Regions from separate parts of the Mus musculus genome. Here region 2 is linked to region 1. A link is a contact called in public Hi-C data. All regions are on one chromosome and are shown on one strand. The core of a region is the stretch at or near the end of the contact, and the rest is flanking DNA. Distances in the headings are between cores, read along the strand shown.

Region 1 (4,492 bases), core at 1,060-3,559:
TGCTAATGTAAGTTAGGTGACATCCCCATCTGTCTTCATTTTTGTGAGTTAAGCTGTACTGTCTCCAGAGTGTCTGCTGTAACCCTAGGCTGAGAACACTGGCTTCTGGGAGGCGGGCTTGCAGGTCAGGAAATGTGCTAGGTCACTGCCTGTCTCAGGAACTTGATTAGTTCCCTGCCTTAGTTCTCAGGGAGCCAGTCTTTCTGGATTCTGGGTACATTCTAGAACAATTGGTTTCTGTTCAGTTATCTCTTGTCTATCATTCAAAAGGTTTATTTTGTTTTGCCTTCTATTTTTTCCTGGCTTCTAAAAGCAACTTATTGCCACCCCCTCACCCTCACAATGAGCTTTCTTGTGTTATTTGAAGTTAAATTAATACTTGACCTTAATTTGTGTTCTCAGTCTCAGAGGTGTAGGGTCTTAGTGTACAGATGTTTTTGTGTGTATGGGTTTTGTTGTTGTTGTTGTTATTGTTGTTGTAGTTGTTGGTTTGGGCCTGTTTTCAGCTCTGTGTTTGTAGCCTTGCTGTTCTGTATCTGCATAAGGTTCCTGGTGGAATTTCAGAGGCCCTGAAGAGGGAAGGGATCAGGATTAGGAGAGCCTCTTGGATGAGTAGTAGAAGGAATAGTTTTATCTACATAGGACGATCTTTTGTGGGTAATTCCCCAAAAAGCTGGGAAGAATTTCTGCTGGGATATTGTAAAGTCACTTTTATTTACTTTAGTCATCACAGGAAATACAAGGTTTTCATAGCTTATAACAAACATCTGAACAATATATAAAATAAAATATTAGATAGTCACACAAGTATCATATGGAGATGCCCAAATCACAATATTAATGCACACATGACTGAGGCTTAGGAGACACTTCTGGACAGTATAGTCAAGAAGACGACTGTAGGAAAGCTTTCAGCCCTGCAAGGCCAGAGGCCCACAGCCCTCGCTCATAGTCAGCAGGGAGCCTGTGGAGAGGAGAATAGAACATGTGTTATCTATACTCAAGAGACACATGTCCATTTACCCAGTGCTGAGGGTACTGGTCAAGAAAGAACAGTTGCTTAATGGAAAAGGGGGCAAAACTGCCTAAGTGGAGTTTCACAGCAAGAGATGGGTGGGGTGGGGTGGAGTGGAAGGAGGGGTGTCTTGATGCTCTCCTGCTGAGATGTCAGCAATTATGGTGACAGGAAGCAGACAGGAGGTCTTTTGGTGAATCTGTTACTGGCCTGAGTGTCTTGCCAGCTGTTGTCCATTGCCTTTATTATGGAAGGCAGTGGCAGTGAGAGGACAGGCAAGCAGCTCACATAGCAGGCTCTTGACGGACACAGATAAGAATTGAAAAGTACAGACATGCTTAACCTAATGATGGCCATATGTTCTGTAAAACACATTTCGCCATTGTCCAAACATAATAGATTATATTTACACAAACCAAGATGATACAGCCTCTGCAAGCATAGGCTGTGTGTATAGACTGCAAATCTATGCAATATATCACTGTCCTGAATACTGTAGGCAGTTATAACACGGTGGTATTTGTGTACTTGAACATCCCTCAATGTTAAATGGTAAGTGACAATATGGCATGATGGGAATTGTTTGGTTTCATTATAAGCTTAGAGCCCATCATGTACATGGACATTTGATATGGTCTGACATATATGACTCCCATTGTGTACATTGGCATCCCCTTGTTGGTTGGGATGTCATTTAGTGACTTCAAATATGCAAATGGAGAAATGCAAAGTAAACAGAGAGGTGCCATTTCCCTTATTTTTACTGAAGACTGAACCTGTGTTGCTGCATGCCGAGTCTGGGTGGAATTTCTCCTGGAGCAATCCCTGGTAATCTAACACCAAAATTCCCTTTCCAGACCAAAGGCTTGGCCCCTGTTTGGAATAAAAATCTGATGTGAGTGGAGGGTTCCTTCTTTCCTCCATTTGCAGGAGAAACCCCACCAGGCTCATTTTGGACTGATGCAATTAGCCCAGCAGCATGGGCCCACACCCATGTTTTAGAAGATAATTGGCTAAAGTAGTGGGGTGAGGAAGGAGAGCTAAGCCAGCCACTCCTCAATTAAAAACCACCCAGTAAAAAACACTAGTAGTTTTCATCCCCAGAGGTATGCTGTTGGTTGTTCACTTTTTCCTCTGAATAAATGAATAAATGTGTACATGAAATCTGAATGTGGAGTTTCTTTTTGGAACTGGTAAATGGATAAGCTCAGATCCTTGATTTGAGCTCACCAATCCCTGTGGCCCTGCCACAACTGCCACTGTAGAAGGCATGATGTCATGACCTACCTTCACTCCCTCTTGCCTGCTGCCCCCTGCTGCTGGAGCCATCCCTGGTCTAACACAGTTCTGCAGGATGAAGGAATAAGGCTTTCCTTTTGTAATTTCAGTTTGTGTAGTAGGGGAGACCTTTTATTTAGGAAAGTACCACATTGTCATGGGAAGATCATGTGCCAATGCAGACCTGATTCAGATGCAGGCCAACACTATCAAGCTGCATAAACTTGAACAACCTGTGCAGTCTTTATGATTCTCAGTTTCTCTTCTTAAAAAAAAAAAAAAAAAAAAAAAAAGATGGTATCAGCTGGGTTGTAGAGCAGCTTTAATGAGAACAGAGGACCTCCTCTACATGGCTTCTTCCTGTTCTTGATCTTGGTCTTCAGTGATTGGTGTCAGTCATTCTATTTTCTTCTTTGCCTCCTGTGTGTGTGTGTGTTTGGGTGTTTGAACCAAAAGATTTAAAGAGTACTTTTAAATAATGGTTTTCTTAAGTACTTTTGTTATTTAATCTTAAAAAGTGTTCTAAAGTAGGTTTTCTGGTTGGTTGGTTGGTTGGTTGGTTTTAATGCCCCAAAATACAGAGGCTTTTGAAACGTTTGTGACTGCCTTTGTCCTGGTGTAAGGGAATGAGCCCTGCTACTGGAAGCGTTCTTATCTTGCTGCTGAATTTCAAGCTGTCTTGAGTGAGTCTGGCTTCAAGGTCACAGTGACAGTTTGCTTGAAGAAGTTACATAATCTCCATGTTCACCTTGACTTCTTCATCTGTAAAACACAGGACTAATATTTGTTTGGGATGAACTGGCATGGGACCAGAGGCTCAGTGCTGCTGGCGGAAGAGACTAAAGCAACAGAGTATTGGAACTGGGGGAGAGGGACCCCAGAATTCCACGGGAACAGAGAGCTAATCTGCCTTAGGACTTTGGGTCAAGCATTGATAGTAACATTTAGGAGAGGGAGTTGGTCCTCTGCTCAGTTTTCATGCAGTTCTTTGAGTAGATCTAGGAAAACCTAGTTAATATGAGAGCTGAGTCACAGGAAGAAACACAGTAAAGTTAACTCCCCATGTGCTGACTTCTTCATGGGGAACATCACAAGAGTGTGCTGAGCCCAGCAGGACCTGAGCAGGATGTATCTGAAAGACGGTGGCTTGTCTGGGCTTTATCCAGTGTATGGCTGGACTGACTCTTCCGAGTCCAGTACCACCAAGTCCTTTGGTTTCTGAGCCAGATCTTCCGTGATAGTGGAGCTTGTTAGTGGAGTCCAGGTGAATCAATTTCAGGCCTTTCTCTTGGTACCTATGTGTAGTGCAGACTTTACATAGGCAATCTGAATCCCCCGGTTCTCATCTCTGTACTGCAGAGAACAGCACTTATTTCAGAGTGGTTCTGAAGACTAAAGGGGGCGACTCGGGTAGATTCCCCAGCATAGCGACTCCTTTAATATTTGTTGGTATCAGCATCCAATTGTCATGCTGGAGAGGCCGTTGAATATCAGCACGAGGCTCCTTCTAGGGCCTTCCTTTACTTACCTATGTGATCAGAGTCTCTTGACACACATGGAACACAGGCTGGGGCACAGAGAATCGGCATATTCTGTTTTCCCAAGTGTTGAGTTAGGTAATTGTAACTTGGTAGATTTAAAAAAATATCTTGTATTTGAAAACTTTAGAGATCTGCTATTCAGGGAAGGACTGCTGAGTGTGGACACGAACTTGAGGATGCTCGCTGAAGTAAGTCAGGCACAAAAGAACAAAGGTTGTATGACTTCATGTCGGTGAGGTGTCAAGAGGAGTCAAGGTAGACAGAGCAGAAATTGAGGGTGTTCACCAAGGCTGAGGTTGGGGTTCCATTTTGTAAGATTGAAAGAGTTCTGACAGTCGGTTGCACAACGCTGAGTTATTTCCATGTTAGTTAAAAGATAATTCAGAAGGGATCTCGGGGGACGATTCAGTGCTTGCTGCCTACATATAAAGATCTGAATTTATTTCTTTAGCAGTCATGTAAAAGGCTAGCTTGGTGGTACATAGTCACGACACGACAGCTGGGAAGGTGGAGGTGGGTGGAGCTCTAGCTAGAACTTCCTGGTTAACCAGCTAACCTAGCTGATTCCAGGAGTTGCAGATTTTTGGGAGAGACCCTGACTCAGATAATGAGGCAGAGAGCAACTGAGACCTAACATCAAGCACTGCTCAATATTTAT
Region 2 (4,492 bases), core at 1,069-3,568, 69 kb after region 1:
GTTTTTTTTTTTTATCATTGATAACATACCAATGAATATTAATTTTAATTTTAATTAAAACATCATCTGGAAAAGAGAAAGTTGTTCAAGAGACCTCCCATACATCCTGGTGATTAAGTTAGTGATGGTGTATTATTTCCTTGAACATTGCCAAGAGAGTAGCTCTTTAGTGTTCCTTACCATGCAAAGATCATACACACACACACACACACACACACACACACACAAAAACATACACACATACATACACACACACACACACACACACACATACACACACAAACACACACACACACACACACACACACACACACACACACACACATACACACACACAAACACACACATATACACACACACAAACACACACATACACACACACACACACACACACACACACACACGTCTTAAATAGCTCGGCTTAGCCATATACATTATTTACATAGGTCAAGAGAACATGTGGTATATATACCATAACTATGTAGAATCAACTTGCCAATTAAAATACATAGACAAATGTAAACCACAAACCCTTACTTACCTAACAAAAGGCCCCGCAGAGATGGCTGCTGTGCTGGGCAGTTGACAGAGGAGCAGCCCCTGTGATGAGGGCCTGGCGGGTTGGGCAGCCTGCTGGGTTGCAACTAGAAGCTCACTGTACTTGACAGGGACACTCAGCAGAAGCCAGGGCCCTAGGTGAAGGCACCACCACTTCACCTGTGGCCCTTTCACGGGTGGCCTGGGAACTTCCGTGTGACATACTTCTGTCTTCTGTGTTCCCTCTTCCAGCAGCAAAAATGTTGATTTTTGAGAATCGGGGAAAGGAAAGTTCTTGTTGAGCCCTGTGTTTCCCCTTCTTATTAGTATATTGCAGTTGTGTAAAATAACGAGTTATTCTGCCACGTTCATCCACGTCCGTGCTGAACTCTCTATGAGAGCCTGGTCATCGGTGATGTTTCTGCAACTGCTGGCTTGCTCCCAAACTCTTCTGTCTTCCAGTCTGACTGCTTCTCCCTGAGACTCTTAAGACCAGCAGGCTCACTTTATTCATCTGCTTCCTGGGCATACATTGATGCTGACCAACCTTCCCCCTCCCCCATCCCTCTATTCCCCTCATCCTCCCCCACCCCCCCTGCCATGTAGCATGGCAGTGCCCCACCCAGTCCTCTGTCAACTGTTTGGCTTTAATTCTCAACAGCAAAGCTGGACTTCATTGTTAAATTTAAGAAAACAGCCTATGGTGCATGACATGCAAGAAGGGGCGGAGTTAGCGAGGTAACTGGCTGAGAGGCACCACCGTGAATCCCCAGATTCCTCTGTGGACTCCCCCCTCTCTGCAAGGCGTCTCCCCACACTAGTCATATCCCATGGCTGTGGATTTCTGACATGCTACATAGATACATGTGCCACATGTGTTTATTGAGCTCACATTATCAAAGAAAGCACCAACTGCTTGCAGAAAAGGAGCTGAACTCTTGGATAAAAGCACAAGTGAGATTTTTTACTCTGCTTTTGTGGAGTTTTCCCGGACTTGTTTGAAGACAGAGGCACATGGCCACTTCAGATGTAGAGGGTAGAGGGCAGTCATAGGGCAAGAGGAAACAACAGAGCGGCAATGGGAAGCCAGAAGGTTGGGGACAGTACCTATGCTCTACTCAAGGCCCTCCAGGACCCTGGATCACGCTCTCTGGCTAAGGACAGTGGAAGGAATCACATGCAGAGGTTCAGGTGCGATGGATATGCGCTAGGATTGCAAGTGAGAAGTATCCACTGGGCATACACTCTCACAGAGCTCCTGCCTGTAATCCTTAGTGTGCTAACGGAGTAATAGCTACAATAAACACTGTCTAGTAGTTGTCGTGCAGAGCAGGTGATCTGGGAGTGGTTCCTAGGTGGGAAAGAACTGTGCGCTGATTGATGCACAGGACTACGTGGCTGGCATATGGGAACTTTCTGTTGAGCTGAAGATTTCTGCTGAATCTTAATGCTGCTCTACAAAGTAAAATCTACTTCAAAGAAATACAAAGAAAAAGAAAAGGAAAAAAAAAAAACTTAAGAGGGAGAAAAAGGGCAGGGTGACAGTTGGCACTGATTTTTCCGTTTACAGAGAGAGTGTGTCCCTGTTCTTACACCTGGGGCCAGTCCACTTCTAACCAAACAATCCTGGTTTGTGACTGATACAACAGTTTATGTCCATTGCTGGCTACATAGATGTTGGAATGAACAGAAAGTGGGAAAAGTGAAAGTGGCTACAGGGCGTGGGTGTCTCTGTTCACACCTGGGTGCCGGGTCTGAGCAGCTGCCTCTGCTATTGCTGGACTGGAGGCGCAGGTCTAGTGCGGTCTGTTTCACGTCTCTAGACTGAGCAACCAAATCACCCCGCCTAGTCTTCTGGTTTCTGAGGGTTTGGCTGTGCACAGCCCAGCACCTGTCAGAGCCCTCCACCCCAGATCATCCCCTTATCTGTCATGCTTTTCTGTGCTCAACGTGGTATTTCCTTTCCGTTGGACAGGAAAATGCCCAGATCATCAGGGAAGTGGAAGTAGACAAGGTCACTGCACTCTCTAGAGACCAGGTGGCAGCCATCAAGCAGCTGTGGCTGGATCCCGGAATCCAGGAGTGTTACGACAGGAGGAGGGAGTACCAGCTGTCAGACTCTGCCAAATAGTGAGTACTCAGCCGGCAGCTGCTGCTAAGCCAACTCTGCAAGGCTTCACTTCCCAGGAGGCAGAGAGGCAGGGGGTGTGGGTGGGGGTGGGTGGGGGAGTGAGGATGTGTGTGGGTGGGTGTTTCCCCTGACCTCCTGGCCTGCTTCTTGGCCTCTTCTCCCCTAATTCTCTGTCCCAGATGTCCCTTGGGGTTAGCAGCCACCTTCTCTCACCCAATTAAGTTGGAGATTCCTTTAGTGGAACGGATCTAAGTTTTGGAGCAGAGGTTATGATTTAAGCAAAGAACACACCTGCCTGTGGTTTTTCCGCTTTCTTCCTCTCTGTATCCCTCTGGAAACTGCAGGCGGGCTTAGGCTTTGCTTAAATTGGTTGCCGATCTTGTAGTGCCCTCTAGTGATAGACATTGGCATTGCAAGACCAGCACACAGGCCTCTCGGCTGGCTTATTTGACCCTCTCAGAAAGTCAACCACTTAATGTATTTGGGATCCATAAAGCTTTAGATTTAAACCATCAACATCATCAAAATTTCTATCGCATACTATCTTGGAGATATCACAACATTTCTTCTTTCTTAAGAGTCCCCTAGGGCTGGCTGTGACCCACAGGTGACTGAGCACACAGCTTACTTCTTGGGGTTGCAGCTTGTTTATGCTCCTGCAGTTTGGTTCCTCCTCCCAGGACCACGAAACTCCCCAAACCCACTCCGTTCCTTTTACATGTTGGCCTCTTCCTGAACTAGCTTGGACTGGACAAAGCAGCTGTCAGGGAAGGCATCGTTAAGGCCCATGGCTTTTAATGACTTTGCCTAGACATTTGTCCCATGCAGCACTCAGTTCAATCCAGCTTGGCACAATTGATCTAATTACATCAGCAGAAAAGCACGATGTCGGGGGGCAGGGTGGGGGGAGAAGGAAAGAAACCACTAAGACGCTAGACTGGCAGCAGAGAGGGGAGGAAGCTAGCCTCCCAATGAGATGAGCATTCTGTCCAAAAGCTAGTGGGTTCTCCTGTTTCCTCCCAGAAGCGGCCCACTGTTACTGGCTCTGAGATGAGCCTCTGGATTTACATCCATTTGGAGAACGCTTGCCAGAATGACTGTAAGATTAACTCAGCGTAAATCTTGAAAACAGAAGCAAGTCCGCTCGCTGCCAGGCGTGTGAGGGGTGACTGGGGAGGTGAACAGAGTTGTACAGAAGACAATAGCATTTAATAAGGGAAGTAGTTGCCAGCCTTGAGCGTCATGGATATGGTGGTTACATGCCTAGCTACCAGCACTGGAGAAGTGAGAGCAGGGGGTCAAACATTCTTAGACATTCTCAGTCAGGTGAGTTTCAGGTCAGCAGGCAACCTGAGTTAGACCCTGTCTCAAAATAGCAAAAAAAGCAAAATGAAACAGAACAACAACCCCCACCCCCACTATGACATAAGTTACTTGTGCATTTTCTTGGTCCAAGTCAGTGGTTCTCAGTCATCTGCTAGTAATGTCTGCGTAATTAGATGTCATTTATACTGTGCAAATGAGTGTACCAGATAGTGTGCTAAGGGCTATGTGGCAACCAGTTAGTGACCTCTAATCTCAGACAATGTAGTCTGCTGGTTCAGTCAATCAATCAATTAATCAATCACTGTAGTGTGTCTTCCTTGCCTCCCACTTAACCTAATTTTGGACCGCTTTCCAGAGTCCCTAGCAGATGCTCCAAATCACAAATGATACTGCATTCTGTATTTGTTCTTTACATACATAAGCATGATAAAATGAACTTATAAACGTAACAGCAAGAGATGGACACAGGCTAAAACTAAGGTAGTTAAGAATAGAGCT

What was found. A called contact is a pair of places that touch in the nucleus more often than the background predicts.
Region 2: a contact with region 1 is called in a Hi-C map of the N1E-115 cell line, with 12 times the contacts expected there. The contact joins two enhancer-like sites. A contact is called at or near these places in 9 of 484 Hi-C or Micro-C datasets (the G1E-ER4 cell line, the N1E-115 cell line, Sertoli cells and 6 more) and 1 of 115 datasets of contacts at active chromatin or transcription factors (embryonic stem cells).

The regions. Positions count from the first base shown.
Region 1 is chr19:16,527,177-16,531,668 of GRCm38.p6, forward strand. All of the region lies in intron 1 of Gna14 (guanine nucleotide binding protein, alpha 14), which reads left to right. Among named protein-coding and RNA genes, the nearest start is that of Gm41811, 54 kb to the right of the region's middle. Within about 2 kb of position 2,310, at least 8 of the 459 cell types and tissues checked have an H3K27ac peak or open chromatin away from gene starts, as enhancers often do. A contact at or near this core is called in the N1E-115 cell line, where this site is marked.
Region 2 is chr19:16,596,428-16,600,919 of GRCm38.p6, forward strand. It overlaps Gna14 (guanine nucleotide binding protein, alpha 14), which reads left to right. Exons shown (of 7, transcript NM_008137.4): 3 at 2,513-2,667. Among named protein-coding and RNA genes, the nearest start is that of Gm41811, 15 kb to the left of the region's middle. Within about 2 kb of position 2,319, at least 46 of the 459 cell types and tissues checked have an H3K27ac peak or open chromatin away from gene starts, as enhancers often do. A contact at or near this core is called in the N1E-115 cell line, where this site is marked.